2 separate regions of the Ovis aries genome follow, and region 1 is linked to region 2. Evidence: chromatin contacts called from public Hi-C data. All regions are on one chromosome and are shown on one strand. The core of a region is the stretch at or near the end of the contact, and the rest is flanking DNA. Distances in the headings are between cores, read along the strand shown.

Evidence for each region. Hi-C and Micro-C count contacts between places; a contact is called where the count stands out from the background.
Region 1: a contact with region 2 is called in a Hi-C map of skin fibroblasts, with 2.0 times the contacts expected there. The contact joins the promoter of CNOT2 here to the promoter of KCNMB4 in region 2. A contact is called at or near these places in 2 of 16 Hi-C or Micro-C datasets (blood and skin fibroblasts).

What each region holds. Positions count from the first base shown.
Region 1 is chr3:149,557,460-149,563,264 of ARS-UI_Ramb_v3.0, forward strand. CNOT2 (CCR4-NOT transcription complex subunit 2) reads right to left here and starts at 1,651. Exons shown (of 17, transcript XM_042246920.1): 1 at 1,604-1,651.
Region 2 is chr3:149,417,443-149,422,717 of ARS-UI_Ramb_v3.0, forward strand. It overlaps KCNMB4 (potassium calcium-activated channel subfamily M regulatory beta subunit 4), which reads right to left and starts at 1,950. Exons shown (of 4, transcript XM_042246913.2): 1 at 1,580-1,950. The coding sequence starts at 1,915.

The sequences.
Region 1 (5,805 bases), core at 401-2,900, 140 kb after region 2:
GACCACTGCGATTCTTAACCAACTCCTTACACCTAGGACAAAGTTATCTTCCAAAGTTGCAAGAGAGACGTGTTCACTGGTAACACGTTTGAGAACTTGTCAAATATACTAAGTATTTACAAACAACATAAACCCAGTATGTAAACAAATATTTTCAAATTTCTATCCCCTGCCTCCGTATTTATTACTTCCACTTAAGTTGTTTTAAGGGGCAAATAAAGCTGCACTTAACGATTCCAGAGGTCTAGAAATTCCTAATATCAAGCATGACAGAAAATTTGTTCAGCTTTGAACTCTAAATTCAAGCAAGGCCTCCCTCGTGACAGATTCTAACTAGGTGCTTCCTACCATTTCACCAAGAATCCAAGGGTTGCTATCAATGTATTTAATTATTAGAAAACGACTAGAAGATTAAGAAAGGAATAGAATTCTCTGACCAAGAGTTTTATGAAACAAAATGTATTGCATTCCGTCTTCTGGATGTTAAAAACTGAAGGCATCTGCTCAGATTCTAAGAGAGTTGATGCTTAGGTTCCTCTCAAGAGGGTGGCACCCGTATGTAAGACTTTTATGGTTGTAATATCGTACCCACAGGGCCTGAAAGAAATGCAAACTTAAGACCTTGGAAATGTTCTCATTAAAAACAAAAACAAAAAACCTCATATTCGCTAAGGACCACAGTTACCAAGAGTTAGAGGCTTTTTCTCCTAAACGGACAAGAGCCTGAACTAAGTTTTAACCCTACTCACTTCTTCCGTGAACTTTTCAGTTAGACTCAAGACAGCAAAAGGTGGAGAGGCCCCGGCGGAAGTAGAAACCTAGGGCTCGCAACTTCACAGACCGAGGCGTTTCGGGTTCCTCCGCCGCCCCAGGACTCTCCGGACTCAGTCACTACCAGACTACGGAAGCTTCACCCTCCGGGTGCGGAAGCAGAGGAAGCATCACAGTTGCACTCCTCCTTCCACCATACACAGCCTTCGGTACCCCAGGGCCTGGCAGCTCCTGAGACCCGTTAGCCAGTCCAGGATCCCCCATCTTTCACATATACATACACAGAAACAGACAAGTTGCAGATGATGTACGTGTATTGAGAATGTGAAATGCCAAAGACCGGGGCAACTGCTGGGAAGGCGGCAGCGCCGTCTAAAGCGGGCCCGGGGTCCTTGGCCACCGCCGCTGTCGCCTTCTCTTCTTCCCCAAGAAGCAGCGCGGCGGAGGCTTCTCCGTGCTGGCGGGAGCCCGGGGGAGAGGAGTCTGGGGGAAGCCCCAGCGCCAGCCGAAGGGACAGGGCCTAGGATCCAGAACTGCCGCTGCAGCTACCCGACTACAGCGACGCTTTACGTCCCGTCCACCACCCTCCCTATACACACCCCCTCCCTCCCTCCACCGCCACCACCCCCCCTTCCCCGCCCGCTCCGCTCTCCCTCTCTCGATTGGAGCCGAGACAAAAGCAACGGGAAGCGGCGGGCCGGGACGCTGCCCGCGGACCCCGGGCGCGACCGGCCCGGCCCCGAGGCATTCCCCCGCCTTGCGAGGGCCCCGAATCCGCCGCTCCCGCCGCGCGCCCCGCTGCCAGACTTCCGAAAATTTGCCAAAAACTCACCGCATGAATTTTCTTGTCCCGCGGATCCAAGATGGCGACGTATCCACCGCGGAGGCTGCTGGGAGCAAGACCTTTACCCTCTGACCCCCGCCGTGACCCCCGCCGTTCCGACTTCCCTCCAGGCGGCGGCGGCGGAAGAGGGGAGCGGCGACTGTGGACCGGACAGAGTTGGGGTTGGGTAGTCTGTTTCTCACGCGTTGGAGAGGGTACTCGGAGGGGCCCTTCAGTACCTCGCTTTCCTCCTCGCGGCCCCCACCTTCTCTCTCACCGACTCACCGGGAGGCTCGTAGCTACTCCGCAGTCGTTACAGCGAGTAGGAACTCTGCTGCCGCTAGGCTCCCCTGGGTCCAGGTTGCTTCGCGCGGGCCACGGGCCCTAGGTCCGGGAAGGATCGCGGGGTCCAGGGGCGGGGAATGGTGAGGTGGCGTCGGTCCGCCCTTCCCGGGGACTCGGAACGTGTTTGTGTTTGTGTTCAGCACTTCATCCCCCACCCCTCTACCCCCGTCGTCTGCCTAGTACCGGCCCTCCCTCCCTCTGCTCCCTGAAACGCATCTGATCGCTGTCCAGTTTTCTTCCTTCAGACCCCGAACCCTCCGGTGCTTGTGCGCGCACTTCCAGGGACCAGCAGCACGTCACCATCACTTTCTGAGAAGTGAGTGATCGTCAGCCGAAACCGTTGGTATTTTAACTCGTCACGCTTCCTATTTTATTATTATTTTAACTTTTTGGGAGGGAGCGTATTGAGGGAGGGGGCAGGTTTTTGAAACTCTGTTGGTTGAGCTTTCCTGAGTCAGACTAATAGCATTTTCTCATTCTCACTCCCCAATGCCCACGTAAGCTGGAGTGACTGCCTGGGCTATCAGCGAGACCATCTGAAATTACGATGGCTTTTTTGGAAACTTCAGCAGAGTCTCTGCTTCCCAGAAAAATAATTGTTGCTCAAAGTAAAATTAGTTTTCTTTGAAATAATAACTCTCTCTCTATTCGTTTGTATATTGCTCAACTCTTCCCTCTTGCTTGATATTTTTGGGCCTGAAAAAGAGCATTTGCATCTGTATTAGGAATCGTATAGTTTCATAAAGTGAAAATTGTTACTTCCTTTCTAGTTGAGTTATAGAATTTACTAATGTAAAGTACACTTTATTTGGGGTAAATAAAGTTTCTACTTCCCTTGTTTTGTTTCTTTTATAAAATCATCCTTCCAAAAACTGACTGTAATCCAATTTCAAATTTATAACTGAAGGGAAAAGGACATCTGTCAGTCAAAAATAGCAGGAAAAATAAGCGTACTGTTAAATTATAGATGACTTCTATGTTCATAAGTTACCAAGTATTTCCATGAATTAGTAGATCCTGTGTGAATTTATTTAAACTCTTAGGTGATGCTGATGTAGCCAGTAGAAAATGTTTGCCTGGTTGTTCGTTTTATTAAACATTCTGCTTCATTGTGTTCTTTTTTACTTTGGGAAAATTCAAGAAGGAGCAAATCTTCTTATGTCCTTCCCTCCCTTTTTCCTCCCTTTCCCCCAACAGTTCCTTCCTGCCTCTTCATCTTTCTCTTCAACTTTGTAAGATGGTGTGTTAAAAGATTAAATACCTTTAAGTACATATTAATACATATATCTGTGTATTACTGAGCTTTTTAATTTAGCTATTAATAAATTGAAAGTCTAACTGATATTTGGAATTGTAAGATAAAATGAGAAAAGTTGGATGGATATGTGTATGGTAACATCAAATATCAGTTTGATTTATATAGCAAATGTTGTCTAGTTGCCAAGTCATATCTGACCCTTTTGTGATCCCACGGACAGGCTTCTCTGTCCCTGGGATTTCCCAGGAAGGAATATTGGAGTGGGTTCCCATTTTCTTCTCCAGGGGATCTTCCTGACTCAGGGATTGAATCCACATCTCCTAAATGGGCAGGCTGATTCTCTATCCCTGAGCCACCAGGGAAGCCCAGTAAAGAGCATGTGCGTGCACATATACACATGTGCATAGGACTTTGTTGAAGCCAAAAAATGACCCTTATTTGTATCATCTCATGTTTACTCAAAGCACAAGTTTTAAATTGTATAAACTTTGGGTGAAATTGAAGAAATCACTTACAAAAGGAGACAGGTCTAACTTGAGGGTTTTATTACCGTGGATATTTTACTGGGAAAGATAGAACAGCAAACATTTTCATCTTAAATGTGTATGGTAGCAGTGTTAGGGGAAAATACCTTGATACTATTGTTTTCTTGAGAACATATTTGTTGATGATAAATCTGCTTTAAGCCTTGCTGAAGAACAAGTTTAAAATTGTTCTATTAGTGCTGTCCAATCTTTTATATTGATAAATTTGTAAAATTTATGTAATACCTACCTTAGGGGTCAGTTCTAGATATTAAACAAGCCAACGTTTGCCAAGGGCTTGTATTTATGGCTTTCTAATAAACACTATAAGTGGTACATTTTTAACATTGTCCTGTTGCTTCCAGAAGTTTGTCTTTATTGCTAACGTTGATAAATTCTGCCCATTTGATAGGTTGTGAAGTGTTGTTTTTTTTTTAAACTATTCACTCTGATAGATTGTCTTATTTGAAAACTAGCCCATACTGAGTGTGTGTTTTTGAAATGTAAGATGCATCTTATAGTAAAATTGCCAATTTGGGTTGAGAAAAAAATTCCTTAAGGGAAGAATGCATGTATGCATGCTAAGTTGCTTCAGTCGTGTCCAACTCTTTGATCCTGTAGACTGTAGCCTGCCAGTCTCCTTTGTCCATTGGATTCTCCAGGCAAGAATACTGGAGTGGGTTGCCATGCCCTCCTCTAGAAGATCTTCCCGACCCAGGAACTGAATCCATGTATCCTGTCTTGCCTCCTGCATTGGCAAGTAGATTTTTTACCCCTCACACATCTGGGAAACCCAAGGGAAGAATGACTTTATACATGACCATTAATAGTTGTCCCTCATGGCTCAGTTGGTAAAGAATCTGCCTGCAATGTAGGAGACCCTTGTTTGATTCCTGGATGGGGAAGATCCACTGGAGAAGGAATAGGCTACCCACTCCAGTATTCTTGGGCTTACCTTGTGGCTCAGCTGATAAAAGAATATGCCTGCAATGTGGGAGACCTGGGTTCAATCCCTGCATTGGGAAGATCCCCTGGAGAAGGGAAAGGCTACCCACTTCAGTCTTCTGGCCTGGAGAATTCTATGGATTGTATAATCCATGGGGTCACAAAGAGTTGGACACAACTGAGCAACTTTTTTACTTTCACATTAATAGTTGTAGAAAAGGGAAACCGCCCATTGTTTGAAAGGTATAGACATTACTGAAAATCTTACCATGGCAAAAAAATAAGAAAGGTGTCTCAAAATTAACATGTGCTGAAACAAAACATTTGAATCCAAACTTTTCCTGTAGTCTTACTGATTTCCATAAACAATACTCCCAACAGTTCACTCACTTGCTCTGGCGAAATAGTAGGAATCTTCTGTGATAACTCTCACTCTGCTTATCAGTCAGTATCATCAGCTCTTCCTTGTATTTATTGTGCCTTCAACCACATCGCATCTGATGCTACCACTCTGTCCACCATCATCACTTAGACAGCAATATCCAACTGTTTCTGATTCCATTTTTCCTTGTACTTTTAAACCATTCTCTAGAAACCAGCCAGAGTGACCATTTTAAAAAACTTGATTCGATTATGTTACTCGCTTGTTTAAAAGTCTCCAATGATTTCCCTGAAATAGAATAAAGTCCAATTTCCTTACCATGGCCTTTAAAATTACCTAATCTGACTAATTCTCCAAACTCATCTTATCCTCACCCTTCTCTTTGCCTCCTTTCTGTTTCTGTCGCGTACCAAGCTTTTTCCAGTCTGTAGCAGACAAAGACTGTTGTCCCCTAAAATTTCTTATTTTTTTTCATAGCAATATATATGGGCGTCCAGAATAAAGACTATGTTCTAGCCTCGTGTAGCTGTGTGGTAGTTCTGGCCAATAGAGTATAAGCAGGTGTATGTGACTCCCTTCCAAAACTGTTCTTAAAAGATAGCTGCTGCACACCAGTGCTTTCCTTTCTTTCTATGTCCTGCATCCTGGAATATAGATGTGACAGCCATTTGGCATATGCAAGCTCCCTTTTCCTGGAGGGATGGCAGGACCTCAGCCGGGTGAAAATGTGGGTCCTTGAGATCTTTGCAGAGTAGTG
Region 2 (5,275 bases), core at 700-3,199:
ACACCTTTCTTTTATATTAATGGCTTAATCTTGAAAAAAAAAAAAAGTGACATTCCTAAAGCCTTGCAATTTGTTTTGAAATTACTGAGCACTGAGCTGCCTAACTTAAAACATCTGTCTTTGAGATCTGATTGCTTCTTTGAGACTTTGAAGTTTATACTCTAAATTCTGTATTTCTATACTTACTACTCATTTATTATCTTCATTTTTAAGATACTCTTCCTTTGTCAGCAAGAGCACTTTTTTTTTAAGAGAAGTCATTCTTTCTTTTCTTTTTTTTTTTTAAAGGAATTCTCTTTTAAAAATGTCCCAAATTCAAGAATTAACTATTTAGGAGACAAGAACGGGAGTTTTGCTGCAGAGAAATGATAAGCTTATTTTTAAATACTTTAAAAATATTGATATAGGATTCTTCTTTCGGATTGTTCTAATTATATCCTGTCACATGCAAGGAAAGTTTTCCTGTGTACACAAGACTCATTCCCTTTTGGACAGTTTTCTTGATCTTCAAGCACTGCTCTAACAAACTGGGAAGATGTCAGTAACTTTAAAGAAGATACATACCTTTTCTTTGATAGTTAAGTAATCAGAAGAGTGAAAAAAGGCCAAGAGAAGAAAAAAACAAAAGAAAGAAAAGCCTTCTTGCAAAAGCAGGTGTACTACAAAGCTCAACTAGTTCACAGACTGAGGACACTGCTTTTTATAAGTTTTTTCTCCACTGGGAACGGTCTTCTGAGTCTCCCTTTCTCTGCTTTCCATCCCTCGAGTCCTAACCAGGTTTTTTTTTTCTTTTTTGCTTGCGAGAACGGAAAAAGTTGCCAAGGCAGGCATATTCGGTACATTTCACGGAGGCTTTTCTATTTTCAGAAAGTTTTACCGTTCCCCAGATGGCTCCCAATTGTTCTTAGACACACGGAGAACCTAGGCTTCCTCTAGACGCTTCTGAGAATCTATTTCGTGACAATTAGGAGTCCACAGTACCCGCCCAAGATGGATCTCCACAGAATTTCGCATTTGATTCCACGTCGTTTGTCCACCCACGAAAGTTCATCTTTGTACCCCAAGTTAAAAACATCTGTCTAGAGTGAAAAGGTAAGGAAACCTCTAACACCTCTCAAAGGGCTAAAGAACCCCCTGCAACCTCCAAATGCGAGTTCTGGACGCGGCCAATGGGAGCTCGGACCTTGACCATGCGCCGGAGTTGGTGGTATCCCCGCTACGCACTGGATTTAATCTGAGGAAAAGTTAACTTTCGGCTCCTCGCATCTCTGCAAAGCCCGTCCGGTAGGGCCCGAACCGAAGCTGGGCCAAGGCCTCAGAATCTGAGACCAGGCAAGACAGGTGTGTAAAGAAAGCCTCCGGGTATCACAGGTCGCTGCACACAAACCCTCCTGAAGGACCGGGGGGCCCCGGGCTCCGCTGTGTACTTACACCCGGTTTAAGCATAGTCCGCGACGCCTTGTCGCCTCCTGGTAACGTCTGCATACTCCGGGCCACCCCGCGCAGGGTTTAACACTGATCCTCCCCCAAACCCCAGCATCTCCGTAGGAGCGAGGCAATCCTCCTGGGGCGTCCTTACCTTGGGGTTGGTCAGGAGCTGGTGCTCGTCGCTGTGCAGCAGCGCCCTGGAGTTGGACTCGGAGTTGTTCACGTAGACCTGGACGCAGGGGTACTGCGAGGTGCCCCTGCAGTCGGCGCCACAGGTGAAGGTGCACTCGAACACCTCTCCGATCTGCTGCACCGACAGCACCGTGCAGTTGGCTGCCGTGGCTTGCAGATCCTGCAGCGCGGGACTGAGCCAGCAGAAGCCGAAGATAAAGAGCGACACGACGCCGGAGATGATGAGAAACAAGCCGAGCCGGATGCTCTTGTCCTCGGCTTCCGTGTACTCGTAAGCCACCCGGAGCTTCGCCATCGCCCCCCACTCCAGGCGGCGGGCGCGCTCCCCCCGCCCCCTCCCGCCCCCGGCGCCGAGCCCGACTGCCTCGGCGGGAGGAGCCGCCGCCGCACGACAGCAGGGGAGTGGGCGGCCAGGGGGAGCGCGCGAGAACAAAGGGGCCGAGGCCGGCGACGCCCCCCGGCGGCGGCAGCGCCCCCCTTCCACCTCCCCGCCGCCGCCCGAGCCCTAGAGGCTCGCAGCGCGGCCGAGGTTTCAGAGCCTCCTGCACCCTCGGGCGCGAGGAGTGCACGGGCGGCTCCTGCCTCCGGCGCCCCCTGCCAGCCTCCGCCCCCGCGCTTTCCCCGCCTCCCCCACCCCGCCTCCTCTCGCCCGGTGGCTCCCAGTCTCCATCGCCCGCCGGCCGCCGCTCCGCGGACTCGCCTGGCAGGTGCCCGGAGGGCAGAAGCTGCAGGGCTGAGGCGAGCCCCGGGGCTCCCCTGCGCGGGAGGCAGCTCCGCCGGGCCCCACCCGCCGCCGACCCGGGTCCTCCCGCCCCGCCCCGGGGCGTTTCCCGTGGGCGAGGGGCGGGCAGGCGCTGGGGATCGCAGCGCTGGCGCCCGGGATTCTCGTTACATTCCCCTGGGAGGGACATCAGCGATAAGAGGTTAGGATCAATATAACTTAATGAAGTGAAAGTTTAAAAAACAAAACAAAAAACAAACGAGGGAGACGGTGTCGTGCAAGTGGAGCGGCGGGAATTTTGAACTCCAAAGGGGGACTGGTCAGCCAGCGGCGAGCCAGCGGCCGGGAGGCGTGCGCTCTCGGGGAGACTGTTCGCCGGCACCAGGCGGACAGGGATGGAAGCCCCCGGACCGAGCGGTGTGCGCCCGTGCGTGTGCCCCAGAGAGACCCGGGCCGCCGGTTCGCATGCTTGGGGCGGGCGCGTGCGCCGCAGCGCTGGAGGCGTGACCTGCCGCCGCCCCCCTTCCCTCGGGCGAGCGCGGTAACCGTCCGGCCTCGGGGTCCCGGCGCTCCCAACTGCCCAGGAGCATCCCACGATCACCCCCACCCGCGACACCGCCCACCTCGCCGACCCCAGCCGGTCCTGGAGGGCAGCAGGTCAGAAGTGAAACAGGCTGAGTCAGACGGAGTTTGCGGTGGAGGCAACGCGCGTGGGGGCAGGAGCCTGCGATCCTCCCTCCCCGACCCAGGAAACTCGCTTCCTGGGTCCTGGGTGGACCACGCTGCAATGCAGGTCTTCGGGCAGCCGGGCCGACCCCAACTCTATGTGCCCAAGGCTGGGGCTGACTGAGTAGGGACCCAAGGGAGCGAGTGCAGAGGCTTACAGCCCTGGAAGGAGACACCATGTTCCCCATAAGGGCCGTCTTCTCGCTCCAAACCGAGAGCAGAATCCTCTCTGTCCTGGCTCCATCCTCAGGAGTCTTGCCACCGTTGGCCCATCTCGAAATTTGTAGATGAGCTTTCCAGGAGCGCTGTACGAAGCGACAGCGGCTGCCGACCCACTCTGGGACAGGTACCGTTTCTAGAGCTGCGCCCTGCTCTCCTAATTCTTTCTGCTGCTCCCTCCATGCCACCTCCCCACCTCGCCTGTGCATACCTCAGTCTCTGCTCTTTTCTTGACTTTTAAAAAGAAGATTATCTTTTTAAAATCACACTGCTATCAAAATATCAAACTTGGAGAACTATTTCGACCTACATTTTGAAGCATCAGAGTATTCACTTGGCAAAATATATAAACATGTCTTTTTCTTGACTTGCAAGTCCCAAATGAATATATTCTTAATTAAATTCAGTCATATATTCATATTCTGTTCCTGATGAATATGGAAACACCAAATTCTTGACTTCTCTTTCTTGGATTTCAAATGTTAGTTTACTGGTATAGTACTTTTCTACTGAGGTCCTGATCTGTTACTTTGAAGCACTCCTTTACGTGGTATTTCCAAGCAAGGGGTAAAAGCAAATTTAATTACAGGAAGACCCCAAGTGTTTTTCTGAATAAATTAAGAAGATGCAGGGTTTGGAAATTTTCCAAGTCAGGAAGACTCTTTGTCCTTTAATACCTTTCAAGTTTTGCGAGACTATTTTATTATTTTCTTCCCTTTCTGTTGGCATAAAGACAATTGTTAGTGATTACACACACTACCTAAAAGAAAAAGTGAGTTTATTAGTTGAAGCATATTAACCTAAGATTACAGATTTTCAGTGTGAATCTCTTTCCTACAGTAGGTTATAATTATTTTCCTTTTCATGAAGGCTAAAGCCTTCTTGAGGCAGTGGTGAACAGATTAGATTTTTTGGATCTCATAGCTCTGATATGGTGAGCAACTTAACCTTGAGGCAGAATTAATTTCTATAGCTGTTCATAAAACACAGGGATGGGGTTGTCTAAAAATAATTTAATGAATATGATTCACTTTTCAATGATTCTAAAGCTCAGAGAGTTGTGTGAATGTAACCTTTGCCTCAAAACTGAGGCAAGATGGTCTTCCAAGCAAATCTAGAGAACAAACAACAGAAAATATTGTCTTAAATTCTTAAAGGCTTTTAAATCCATTTTTTTCAAGTTCTGCATTTAGTCACTTTCCTTCTTTATAATTATTCTAAAAGTATTTGAAGAAACTGTTGGCATCTAGCCTCCTGCTCTTTACTCATTTTTTCATACTTTTTTGCCTTTTCATACTGTTCATGGGGTTCTCAAGGCAAGAATACTGAAGTGGTTTGGCATTCCTTTCTCCAGTGAACCACGTTTTGTCAGAACTCTCAGCCATCATCCGTCTTGGATGGCCCTACACGGCATCTACATTTCAGGCAGAGATGAGCACAATAAAGGACAGGAACAGTATGGACCTAACAGAAGCAGAAGATATTAAGAAGAGGTGGCAAGAATACACAGAAGAGCTATACAGAAAAGATCTTCATGACCCAGATAACCACAATGGTGTGATCAAGCACCTAGAGCCAGACATCCTGGAATGCAAAGTCAAGTGGGCCTTAGGAAGCATCACTACGAACAAAGCTAGCAGAAGTGATGGAATTCCAGCTGAGCTATTTCAAATCCAAAAAGATGATGCTGTGAAAGTGCTGTACTCAATATGCCAGCAAATCTGGAAAACTCAGCAGTGGCCATAGGACTGGAAAAGGTCAGTTTTCAATCCCAAAAGTTCCAATCCCAAAGAAAAGCAATGCCAAAGAATATTAAAACTACCAAACAATTGCACTCATCTCACACCCTAGCAAAGTAATGCTCAAAATTCTCCAAGCCAGGCGTCAACAGTGTGTGAACTGTGAACTTCCAGATGTTCAAGCTAGGTTTCAAAAAGGCAGAGGAACCAGAGATCAAATTGCCAACATCCGCTGGATCATTGAAAAAGC